2 separate regions of the Mus musculus genome follow, and region 2 is linked to region 1. The links are chromatin contacts, called in public HiChIP or PLAC-seq maps. All regions are on one chromosome and are shown on one strand. Each heading gives the region's core, a stretch centred on a gene start, on an enhancer-like site or on the middle of the called end of the contact. The rest is flanking DNA. Distances are from core to core; before and after follow the strand shown. Region 1 holds the start of Nynrin (NYN domain and retroviral integrase containing). Region 2 has its middle 17 kb from the start of Cma1.

Region 1 (6,040 bases), core at 1,586-4,085:
GGACCCTTCTACTCAAGGTAGATTTGTGCCAGATTAAAAAAGAACCTACAAAGTAGTAAAAGTCTGGTTACAGTTGTAAGCCACCATGTGGGTGCTAGGAACTGAACCTGGATCCTCTGCCAAGAGCCTGTGCCAGGTTTAAAGCAAGCACCTTTCAACCTAATGTTGTAAGTAAAGAACTAATGAATGTAGGCCAGGCAAGGTGGCAGATACCTTTAATCCCAGTATTCACTTGAGAGACAGAGGCAGAGAATCTCTGAATTTGAGGTCAGCCTAGTTTACAGAGCGAGTTCCAGGACAGCCAGGGTTACACAGAGAAACCCTGTCTCAAAACCTCCACTCCCGTTCTCCCCCTCAAAGTCGACGAATGTAGTTGAGCTGGAACTGGGAGGATACACGGATCAAAGTTTGTTAAGAGAAGATGGGTATGTTGGTGCATGCAAGTAATCACAGTCTCCGGGAGACAGAGACAAGAGGATTGCTTCTACTTCAAGGCCAGTTCGAATGATGTAGTGAATTCTAGGGCAGTCTGAGTCATATAGGACCCATTCCAACAAGCAAATAGATACCCAAGTCAAAGCTGTACCCAAGAGCCTGGCTTCTAGCAGATAAATACCTGTTGAAATTGTTGAATAAACTTGACTCAGTGAATACATTAGCAGAGGGGACACCTGAGCTCTGACCAAGGGATTTACTGACTTGTTTGAGGGTTCGTAGGCTCATTCCTGACAAAGGGTGATAGCCAGCTTTTTGGCCAAATCCACTTTCTCCACGTGGTTGGGTTAGCAGGTGGTAAGGGCTGAGTCCAGGAGGAGAGAATTTCTAGGGTAGAGAATCTCTAGGACACATTGGCTTGAGCTGAGATGGGGAGGAAGACAAGATCTGGGAAAGGAGACTGACTACCAGTTAGCAAGTGTCGCAGTACACTGTACACAGCTACGCTGGTATGTAATTCATTGCCTGAATTATGTAAGTTTACCTGTGAGAGCTGATGTCCATCCTGGGCCTTGGACTATTACCCCCATGTCTGTGAGCTAAAGCAACCAAGCACAAAAGTTTAAATAAGTTGCTTTAAAAGGATCTGTTTATGAAGTGTCTTATGCATGGCTTCTTTCTGCCCTCTGCATGGCCTCTTTGAACATAGGATTAAACCTGGGGCTTCTCCCTGACATCTTTAGCCCTGGCAGAAAGAATTTAGCATCACTAACAGAAGGGGTGGGGAGAGGCTGTGTGGCTCCCTTGCTCCTGGAAGGGAAACTGAGGCACACCCTTCCATCCTCTTCTGAGTCAGGGCCTCTGGGCTCAGCCTTCTGCAAACCCGGAGTTTCTGATGTGCCCTGCCAAGCCTGCCTTTTGATAGTACAATTAAAGGCAGGGAAAGTGGAGAGAAGTGGGGTCACTCAGACAGCCTCTGACTTCAAAGCCTTCTGGAGGGGCAGGGTTGAAGAACTCGTTACCCAGAACCCCACAGACCCACCTTTTATTTCTCTGAATTCCATTCCAGGGATGAGACCTTGTAAAGGTGGGGCTTGACCATCCAGTCTAGTCTGGCAGTAACCTGAATCTTTTCCCCCTGGGCCCCTTCTGCACAGCGTGCACCTCCCCACTGGCCTGCATACATACACACATCGGTGGCTCTGTAACACCGATGTCCTAGGAAAGGACTCAGTTTAAAAAAAAAAATAGCTGTCCTTTGTTCCCGTGGGTCAGGTCATACTTGTGTCTGTCAGACTGTGACTCTTGGTTTGTTTGGAAAGTAAGGTTCTCTCGAGGCCCCAGCTGCAGACTGTGCCTTCCCAGTGCCAGGCTACTTCAGGCTACAAGACCACATAAAGTGTTCTTTGTACTGAGCATGTCTCCAAGGCAGCTCGGGTTTTGAGAGTGTCCCCAGCCCAGGGCTAGTCTTGGACCACTGATGCCAACCATATGGCTGTGGATAAGGATGATTGGAGACCCTACCTCCCACTGGCTCCTCACACTCTAACTCACACTTGCTAAAAAAAGGGGTTCTCCTAAACAACCCGAGCCTGAAAACTCTGGCAGCTAACCCCCTGCCCCTCCAGCCCTGGGGGGCTTCCGCAGGGCCTGGGCCTAGAGCCAGTTCCAGGCGGTCCCCAGACTAGAGTGGGGGTGGGGGTCAGAGCTGTAACCCTTTACGTCCTGCTTGGTCTCCAGCCCATAGTTTCTACAGGCCCTAGCCTCTGTGGTCTCTCCACCCCATTTTCCCTTAACCCTTTCCTGCCACAAAGAGATGGGTGTAGTAAAGGGTTTTCAAGGGAAGTCCAGACGACCAAGGATCATGTGTGTGTGTGTGTGTGATGTGTTTGTGTGTGTGCGTGTGGTGTGTATGTGGTGTGTGTGCGCGTGTGGTGTGTATGTGGTGTGTGTGTGTGTAGAACACTGCTTGGAATCTAAAACCAGGGTCTCAGAGATCAACTCTTCAATCCTTCCTTTTCCTTCCTTCGAGGAAGGAACTTTGACCCCTGAACACAAAACTTGGGTGGAAGGCAGTTGCTTCCAAGACCCTGTTTGGCCCTCTCCCTCCCGCCCAGCCTCCTCTCCTTCCCTCCCTCAGTCTCCAGCGCCCCTTTAAGCCATCCAGCAGCTCAGGCGAGTTTATCCAGGGGGCCTGGCTTCGAGGTCGAAGGGGAGGAGGGGGTGGTGGTTGAGGGGGAGGAAGGGCGGCGGGAATCCGCTCGGTCCCACCCCTAGCTACAACCCTTAGCAGGAAGGGTTTGTCTCCCGTGCTGCGGCGGAAAGGGACGGAGCTGGGAGGGCGGGCGCGGAGCGCTGGCGGGTGGGTCGCAGAACCCACAGCAGGGAGGCGGTGGCGGGGGGCGCGCCTCAAGGAGGGGAGGCGTGGCTTAGGCTGCAGGGCTAGGTGGCTGGGGGCCTCGGTGCTGGGACCCGTGACACTTCTCACGCTTTCCAGGGGCCGGAGGGACAGCCATGCTTTTGTCGGGGGGTAAACCCCCAGCGCAGGAATGGTTCATGGTGCAGACAAAATCGAAGCCCCGGGTACACCGGCAGCGGCTGCAAGTCCAGCGCATCTTCAGGGTCAAGGTGACCGCTTTCCAGAGCCGTCCTGACACCCCTTACTTTTGGCTGCAGCTGGAGGGGCCCCGGGAAAATACGGGCAAAGCCAAGGTAAACAGCTTCGTTTTGTTCTTTCCTTTCCCTCCTAGTCAGATCCTCTCCCTCTCTCCTGAACAGTCAAGAGTCCCCAGAGGTGTTGAGCTTGTCCTGCTGTTTGGCTTGCAGGGTCTGGGCCTCCCTCCCTCCAGATCTGCGGGGCCCCTGCTCTGTCCCTCTGCTTCCTTCTTTCCCTTCTGCCCCACCCCTCTCTTACATGTCACTTCTGTCCTTTAAGTGTGCTGAGAGAACCTCTGCTGAGAGTCTCTTTCTACCAGCCTTCTCTGGTCAGAAACAGGCCCAGATTTTCCATCTTGGGATCAGTTTAAGGGCCTGCATTTTTGTGGCCTCTGCAACATATGTCTTTGTTCTCACCAAGACACTGGAAGGCCTCCGTTCTTTCTGTCTGCTTAAATCCTGGGCGGTTTCTCTGAGTACTGGGACCAGAGGAGGGCCCTAGAGACACTTGTAGAGTGGCGTTGGCAGTTTATAGACGAAGCAGTAGGACTCAGAGAGAGAGAGAGAGAGAGAGAGAGAGAGAGAGGGTGAGGGTCTGCCTCAGTCATCAGAGTCAGGAAGGAGTAGGTTGGTGGAGGTTGTAGAACCTAGGACCCTGCCGGCAGAGTAGGATGCATCTGTTCTGGAAGGCAGTGCCTTGGGATGCCAGGGAATCATGGACGTTGAGATGAAAGGGCCTGCTGTATGGAGCTGGATATTGGAGAGGCCAGGTTGCAGCTTGTCCCTTTTACGCTCATCTTGGCTTCTCTGCCTGGGCTCCTCCCTCTGGTTCAGTCACACCCAAGGGCCCCCTACTCCCTCAGATTCCCTTATCTTCTCCAGTAGGAATGCTCTGGACTCCCTTCTCTCGGATACAAGCTAGTCTTTAACCCTTTGGCTGAAGCTCTACCCACATCTCAGTTGGTCAGGGCCTAGGTAGGGGAGGCCCGGAACACAGCCAGCAGAAGGAAGGGGAGGCTGGGAAATTTCTCCCTAAACACGCCCATTAAGCTGCTGCATCAGCACTTTTCCAGTTCTGACAGAGGTGCTGGGGGAGGGGAGAGGTGTCTGCCCAGAGAACAGATGTGCAGGGCCCCTTAGTTTCAGAGGCTGGTGTAGGATAAGCTAAGAAGAGGCTTTTGGGTTCTTTATGTTCTTAATTTTTTTCCGTTACTGTTAAAGTACCACAGCTCAGCCTTCATGGAGAACTAATCAGCTGACCAGGGCCTCCCTAAAGATGGAGACTGAACCCAGGGCCTGTGCATACCACAGAGGCCCTCTGCCACTGAGCCACTTACTCCCCCTGGGCCCCTGAAGAGCACTGCTTGAGATGCTCCACTTTGTGTTTCTTGTTTAAACTTCAAGTCAGCTTCAAGCTTGTCAGCATCACAGCCTCTTTGGGCTATAGTTTTTTACCCCTGAGTTTCTCACTCCAAGCCCTGCTAAGTGGATCCAGGGGCTCTGTCAGTTTCCTCTTGTGTCCCTCTTTGCCCCAGAGAGAGGCATTGTTGAAGGTGGGAACAGCTTGCAGGGATTCTGGGTAACTTCCTTTCTTGGTGGGGACAGAAGGAAGAAAAGGAGGGGGAGGGGGTGAGGGCAAGGGACAGTGGAATGTGGGGAGGATAAGGTCTGGATTTGACACGTTTCCATATCATAGCCCAAATAGAGAAGCATAGTTTGAAGAGGCCCTGGTCTAATAATTCAGCCATCTTGAAACTTTTTTTCCTCATTTGTGAAACAATGTAATAACACTCTTCTCATGTAAGAATTGTGAGGGCCAACTGAAAGAATGCCTGCTCAAATACTTTGGCAAAACATAAAGAACAACACGGGGCAGAAGTTAGGTGCTGCTGTTAGTAACTAGCTTTATAAGGGACCAAGTCTTTCTCCCTAGCTTGATGTCTTGTAAGCTGAAGGGCTTTGATGACCTGCTATGTGAGCCTTTCCTATTATGAGGATGCCTTGTCAGGAGGATGCAGTGTGGCCGACTCCAATCGTAGCTCTAGGGACCTGGAGTTTTGCCTTCTGGTTGTTGCCTTCCATACATCTCTTGGGAGAGATGGAGGAAGAACCGTGAGGTTGTTTGTTCTGGTCTCTGTGGAAGAAGGGTCAGGAAAGATGCAGGCTCACCTAAAGTAGAATCCAGTATGTTTTTATATTATTTGTGCTTGCTTTTTGAAAACAAAAAAAAATCAAAAAACAAAACTCTGTTAAACTTGTGTTTTAAAGTTCTTATGCAGTGGCAGGATTTCGGAAATATCAGAAATGGTGCTGTGTATCACATCCCAGGTAGGAAAACAAATCCGGGGGAAACTGGCTCCCCTGAGGCGAAATTACCAAGTGGAGAGGGGAGTTGAACAGTGGCTCAGTGAGCCCCACATTGAACCTGGCATCCCTTCTGCCCCATTCTGCATAAAGGACTATGAGGATGGGTTGAGTGTCACCAGACAGGACAGGCAACTTGGTTACTTCTCTTGTTTTTGGAGAAGATGGATATAGGTGATGGGGAATCTGAAGACAGCGGTAGTGGAGGTGGCTTCTGGAGTCTCTGCTGTGAGATGGAAGTTGGCATGTCAATGGCACTCAGTGAGCAGGGCCGTGGAAATTGATTGTGGTCAGGTGTGTGCTGGGTTTGGCTCTCACAAACTCATTGTTAGAATTTTAGGAACTTTGCAAGCTACTGGAGAGCTATCTATTTACAGCCACCGTGAGAATATTTACACCGCAGACGTTGGCAAGTGCTCTAAATCAGGGTTGTACACCTTCCCTGTGAGCTGATTAGGAAATGTTTGCCTACAAATCTGTGTCGTCACTGAGAACCTAATCTCTTTTTGTTTAAATATAAATTTAAAATTATTATTATTATTACTATTTTAATTTAAATTTTTATTTGTTGTTTTCGGGACAGAGT
Region 2 (6,040 bases), core at 1,015-3,514, 73 kb after region 1:
ACATGGGCATCTGGAAAACATGACATACCAATATCAAGAATTAGAGATGCCAACTCAAAGATAGCTGAGATGGTCAAGAACTATAAAGCCTACCAGTTAGCTAACATGGTGACTAATAGAAAGAACCCCGGTGATAGATTCAGAGACACAACGCCTAGAGCCTACTGAGAGATGTCACAGAGATAAAACCAGAAAAATGTAGATATAAATATTTACTGGTGTCTATAGAAACCTTTCCAGGTTGGACTGAGGCTTTCCCCGTCAAACATCAAACTACATCGATAGTGACAAAGAAACTCTTAAAGGACATACTGCCAAGGTATTCTCAGATGATAGGGTCAGACCAGGTAAGTCAGGGACCAGCCAGTATTCTAGAGATTGATTAAAAAACTGTATTGTACGTACAGACCCCAGAGCTCAGGACAGGTAAAAAAGATAAACAAGACTCCAAAAGAGACTTTAACTAAGTTGACCTAAGAGACTGACAATGACTGAATAACTCTTTTCTTTTCACTGTCTACTGGGTATGAAACTTCCCTCACCAGATGGGACTCACCCCTTTTGAAATCATGTTCGGGATACAGGGTTCCTCTGTGTAGTCCTGGCTGTCCTGGAACTCGCTCTGTAGAACAGGCTGTCCTCAAACTCAGAAATCCACCTGCCTCTGCCTCCCAAGTGCTGGCATTACAGGCATGCGCCACCACTGCCCGGCTCCCATTATTCTTAACACACAGGCCGAGGTCATCACTGAATTTGAGGATGGCCAGTTGCTGGACAATCTCAAAGATGTCCAAGGATCTCATAAACATATTTGGCCTAAACTTCTGTGTTCTCTATGAAACAGGTCCCCCTCCAGCAGGGGCCATTAGAGCCTAGTTGAAAAGGTTCCTATGCTATCATCTTGACCACACTCACAGCTCTGAAGGTCGATGTGATTACATTGTAGACCTACAACACCCATTTATAGTTAAAGATGACCCCCGACCAACAGGAGAAAATTCAGCCTCAGGACTCCCCTCTATCTCCCACTGATGGGGGCCCTACCCAAACCCCAGGGACACCACAAGGATTGGACAATGACAACTGTGACCCCCTCTAAAATATGATGGTCAGGTCCTTTCAGGTCACCAATACATCCAGGCCTGAGTTAACTGAGTCATGGAAACACAGCCCTGTTCCTGGTTGTTTTCATGGGCTTAGTTAATACTACCAGTCCCTAACAAAGCCCAGGAGCTTCAGGAAGTCCAATGATTGGGCCTTCTAGTTACCAGAGAAGCAGGGAAATGCAAGGCCAAACACACTCCATCTTGGGACTGGCCTCCATCTTAAAAGGAAAAAAAAAAAAAAAAGCTTAAGAACTTGACTTGCAGCTGAACCCAAGCTACACCCAAGTCCCAGAAAGGACCCCATGGCTTGTCCTTGGCCCATCCCCCAGAGTTACTTCCTAACAACAGTCAGTCAAACATTAGTCTGACTGTTTCAGATATACTCTCAGACCATTTGTGAGTGTTCATGGTTTTGCTTTAGAGTACCCACCTGTCGGCTTACAACAGTCATTCAATTATATGTTTACTAGGCTAGACACCCACTTGCTTACTCCCATTTCCTATAAAATCTTGTCCCAATGAGGGTTCGAGGCTTTTTCATCAAACCATCCTGCTTCGTTAGGGTCGGAGGTAAAGAGGCCCAAGCTGGTAAATAAAGACTCTACTGTGATTACATCAAAGTTGGCTCCTGGGTGGGCTTTCGGGCCTCAGGAACAAGCCACAACCAAGTCCTCAGGCTTGCACAGCAGATAATTTACCACAGAGCCGTCTCCCCAGGTCCATAGATAGGGTCTCCGAGTTGTAGCCTTGAGAACCCACTCTGTTGAACTGCACCCCTTGCTTTAAGCCCACCCATATTATAAGGGATAACATGCTTCAAAATCTACTAATTAAAATGCAAATACTATCTCAAAACACCTTTATAGGGACAAGCTGCATTCTGTACTGTTACAGTTGATCCTGAAGTCTTTATCTTTCTCTGTTAGCACTGTTTCTGTCCCTCCTCTTTGACAGGCCCTTCTGTTGGTTTGGGTTGCCATCCATCGGGATAACAAAGACCTCTTTATCTCTGAGGTCATTGTGCCTTTATCAGGATAGGCTTTCAGAAGTTTCACATAATAGTTGTCACCAAGCATAGAATCACCAAGAAGGAGTCCTGCTACACCCTGAGCCATGATTGCATTGTTATGTAGCAACAGCATCTCTGTGATGACCAGGGTTGCATGGTCACTTCTCTGTTGTGCACACATTTGTCAAGAGAAGCTTGGGATGGCAGGTGGAAGCTGTAGCTTTAGATTTAGTCTAGCCCTGGTTGTATACCTGGCCCTGAAGGTGTCAAGCAGAACCAAAAGTTGTGGAGACAAAAGAGCCAGGCTCTCCCAGTGATCGCTAGGGTGCCTCCTTGGGATTTGGTGGCTCTGATATTCAGCTCACAATGGGCAGCTCTGTTCATACATCCAGTTATGTCCTGAGGTCAATCAGCATTGACTAGAGGCTGCTGGTGTTGCAGGAGTTCACTTCTCTGTGGTAAGTAGTTTCCTGCGGCATGTGGCATGGCCTTATTACAGTATTTCACCCAGGGACTTCCTTCTTTCAGAGAACCTACCTCGGTTTGCCATGGCAGCTATGGTGTCCTTTGGTCAAGAGCTGAGGCTGCTCAGCAGCCAGAACCTGATGCAGGACCTGCTCCTGTTTTGGGAGATATTCTGAAAACTGATAGTTATCTGAGGCACCCGAAAATGGTTCAGTTTAGTATTTCCAAGTGTGCTACATGCTAGCTGCAAACTCCAAAGAGACCACACACTGCCCCTCTTTGGGCTCCGTGCCATTAATATAGTGAAGTACCCTGATGCCATTGAACCATCTGAACAGAGTCCTTCTGGACTATGTCAGGGGAGAACACAGGATACGCACAGTGAGAAGAACGTTCTCTGTACCCGGATGGAGACTGGGAAGACACACACTTCATCATCAAAAGCCACACACCGCAGACTTATGCCATTTAATCGTAAGGATACAACATGCAAATCAGCAGCAGGAGAGGCTACCAGTTGGTGAAGTTGACGGGGTCCGTTGCCATCCATCACTGCGCATTTGGTTCCCAAGAGACCACTCTCTGCATTGGTTCAAGTTTCTGAGTGTGCTACTAAGCTGTTATTTTACCTAGAATGCATTATTTCTGAGTTATCATCTTGGCTGGTGTGTGTGTGTGTAGGAACTGTTTCTGGGAAGACATAAAGAAACATCTTCTCAGCCGGGCGTGGTGGCTAACGCCTTTAATCCCAGCACTCGGGAGGCGGAGGCAGACGGATATCTGAGTTCGAGGCCAGCCTGGTCTACAGAGTGAGTTCCAGGACAGCCAGGGCTATACAGAGAAGAAGGAAATGACGGGGCTGGAGAGATGGCTCAGTGATTAAGAGCACTGACTGCTCTTCCAAAGGTCCTGAGTTCAATTCCCAGCAACCACATGGTGGCTCACAACCATCTGTAACGAGATCTGGTGCCCTCTTCTGGAGTGTCTGAAGACAGCTACAGTGTACTTACATATAATAAATAAATAAATCTTTAAAAAAAAAAGAAGGAAATGACAACAAAATAAAGCAACAGTAATGCCAAAGGGCAGCTTGGTGAACCAGAGAGTCCCCTGGGAGCCTGGGTGACTCAAAGCCAGCCGATTGACTGTAAAGTCTTGGGTGATTCTCCAGAAAGCTGGAACACTGGGGCTCTCTGTACAACGTGTAGGAGGTTTGGTAGGTTGGAGAGGCTGTCTCCTAAGCAGTCTTTTGTTTATGCCACCTTGAAGAGGACAGGACCTTGGAAGACTTCTGAGTTCTTCACACACACACACATAGACATACACACAGACACATACATGTACACACACACACACACACACAGACACACACACACACACACACACACACACACACACACACGAGTGCCAGTGCCTGCAGAGTCCTGAGAATCCCCTAATAGCTGGTGTTACAGGTAGTTGGGAGTTGCCCAATGTGCTCGTGCTGGCAACCAAACTTGGGTCCTCTATTCGAGCAGGACATTCTCTTGATGGTTGAGCCCTCTCTAGCCCTGCTTCTGGAGTCTGCATGAGCCAGCTTAGGCACTGCCTGAGTTCTAGGAGTCTCCCTCCAGGGTAGAAAGTTTCAATATGGAGGAAATTGCTACCCAACAGTGGTGCAGTTACACAGATGTTTATTCGGTTCTTCCTATCCTGGCCTCCTAGTTTATACATCAGGTTAACTCACAAGTATATACATCTCTAACATGCATGCAGAGTACACGACTTGACCCACAGGGTGGTAAGAGGCCTGGGGTTATCTGTCCTCTAAGTTGCAACTAAAGCAACAGGCCAGATTCTCTTTATTTGTTACCCAGTATTGGGCATTCTGTAATAATAACACAAGAGAGACTAAGACACCACTTCGGGTTCACTCTCCACCCAGCCCTGGGATCCATATTGGTGGGCAGTTTTGTGGTTGGAGTTGGCTACTGGAAGCTCTGGCAGGGGTTGGGCAGGAGGTTGGATTTATCCTCATACTCTCTCTGCCAGACTATTGAGTCCACTCTGAGCTCTCCCTGGACTGCACACAGCCCACAGCTCCTATGCTGCAGCCACATAAAGAGGCAGAGATTCTCCTCTCTCCTCAGAGCTCCCATAGCCTCTCCCTGGCCAGACCTCTGTGTTGAAGAGGCTGAGGCAATATCCCTCTGCTGCTCTGGGGTGCACCACACACAACCCCCCCATCAGTCTCCAGAACGCTGTCCCCTTTGCAAATAGTCCCTTAAGTGAACTTTCCTCAAAGTTTCCTATGTCATTGTGCTATCTGTCCGGACTGGCCCCTGGCTGAAGGGTCCTTTGAGAACAAAGGTCTGAAGGAGAAGCCGAGGTGACTGTTTCAGAGTCCAGAGCTGATGCTGATAATGGAAAACACGTCGTTGGTCTTGGTGTAGTTTCCAGCGAAGATAAGGTCATGTGCTGGATGAAACCACAGCAGATTTTCATCATGAAAACTACAAAGGTCTCACTGTGCTGGGCAGCTGCTCGTGGGTATAATTTTTAACGAAATGAATTTGAAGTCACAAAGCCAACTTTTCTATGTTTCATTTGATGGCCTTAAGTCCACATAACCAAAATGCAAACAAACAAAAATACTTCAACTATCTGAAGAAGTTAGAGGTACTGAAAGCTTGGGTAAGGCCGGAAGCCTCTTGTCACTTAAAACCATGGGCACACTAATAACGGCTCCAGCCAGAGATCAAACAATCGGGAAGATCTGTAGGCTTCTCTTTCCACGCCCTTCTAGCCTGGCAGCCTGAGAGATCTTGTGCCCAGAAAGGCAACCACAGATGGTTTTTATAAGTAACGTTCACAATCACAGGATAGTTTACAGCTGACCCTGCCCTGGAAACTACACCTGCCCATTTCTTTTAACTATGTACCATGCTGTCTTGATTAGACAAGGCATTCATCTTAGTCAGAGCCTGTGTTGGACAGCCCTAGATGACCCCTTCCCAGGGGATACATGAAACTGATTTTGTTAAGGCGTGAGGCTCACACAACTACCCACTCTGGTTTTCAGTAACTCTGAATCAAATCTTAGTGCCAGATGCTCTCATCTCTCCTGGCTACAGGTCCATGGGGAACATGTGATGGGGCCACTGACATAGGACAGCAGGCCCTGGGCTGTGGGCATCAGGGTTCATTAGTGCCCAGCTTCCTCATGGCTTTTTCTTGAGTGGCTTCTAAAGCCATGGGCCTGGAGGGCCCTTTGCCCTGGGGAACTGGCTCTGTAGTCTTCTGGAAGGATCTTTCTGGTTTATGCTCTGTTTCAGTTTGTATTCTGGACCCATAGGGAGATGTTTCAGACAAGACCTCTTGTTCTTTTTGTGTTCTGTGCTAAACTGATCACTGATTGTAAAAATGAATATGGCAACTTAGAGATTGTAAAAAAAAATACCTAATCAACTATAATCTCACA

Evidence for each region. HiChIP or PLAC-seq counts read pairs in DNA pulled down with a chosen protein or histone mark.
Region 2: a contact with region 1 is called in an H3K27ac HiChIP or PLAC-seq map of extraembryonic endoderm stem cells. The contact joins the enhancer-like site here to the promoter of Nynrin in region 1. A contact is called at or near these places in 4 of 39 promoter capture datasets (the C10 cell line, cranial neural crest, liver and 1 more), 6 of 15 datasets of contacts at CTCF or cohesin (CD8 T cells, the G1E-ER4 cell line, the NIH/3T3 cell line and 2 more), 46 of 484 Hi-C or Micro-C datasets (B cells, the C10 cell line, CD4 T cells and 30 more), 13 of 115 datasets of contacts at active chromatin or transcription factors (the HPC-7 cell line, cardiomyocytes, differentiating embryonic stem cells and 6 more) and 4 of 9 other capture datasets (adipose tissue, embryonic stem cells, liver and 1 more).

What each region holds. Positions count from the first base shown.
Region 1 is chr14:55,851,280-55,857,319 of GRCm38.p6, forward strand. It overlaps Nynrin (NYN domain and retroviral integrase containing), which reads left to right and starts at 2,836. Exons shown (of 8, transcript NM_001040072.1): 1 at 2,836-3,147. The coding sequence starts at 2,950.
Region 2 is chr14:55,924,442-55,930,481 of GRCm38.p6, forward strand. No RefSeq gene overlaps it. Among named protein-coding and RNA genes, the nearest start is that of Cma1, 17 kb to the right of the region's middle. Within about 2 kb of position 2,265, at least 20 of the 459 cell types and tissues checked have an H3K27ac peak or open chromatin away from gene starts, as enhancers often do. A contact at or near this core is called in DN2 thymocytes, the G1E-ER4 cell line, extraembryonic endoderm stem cells and 1 more, where this site is marked.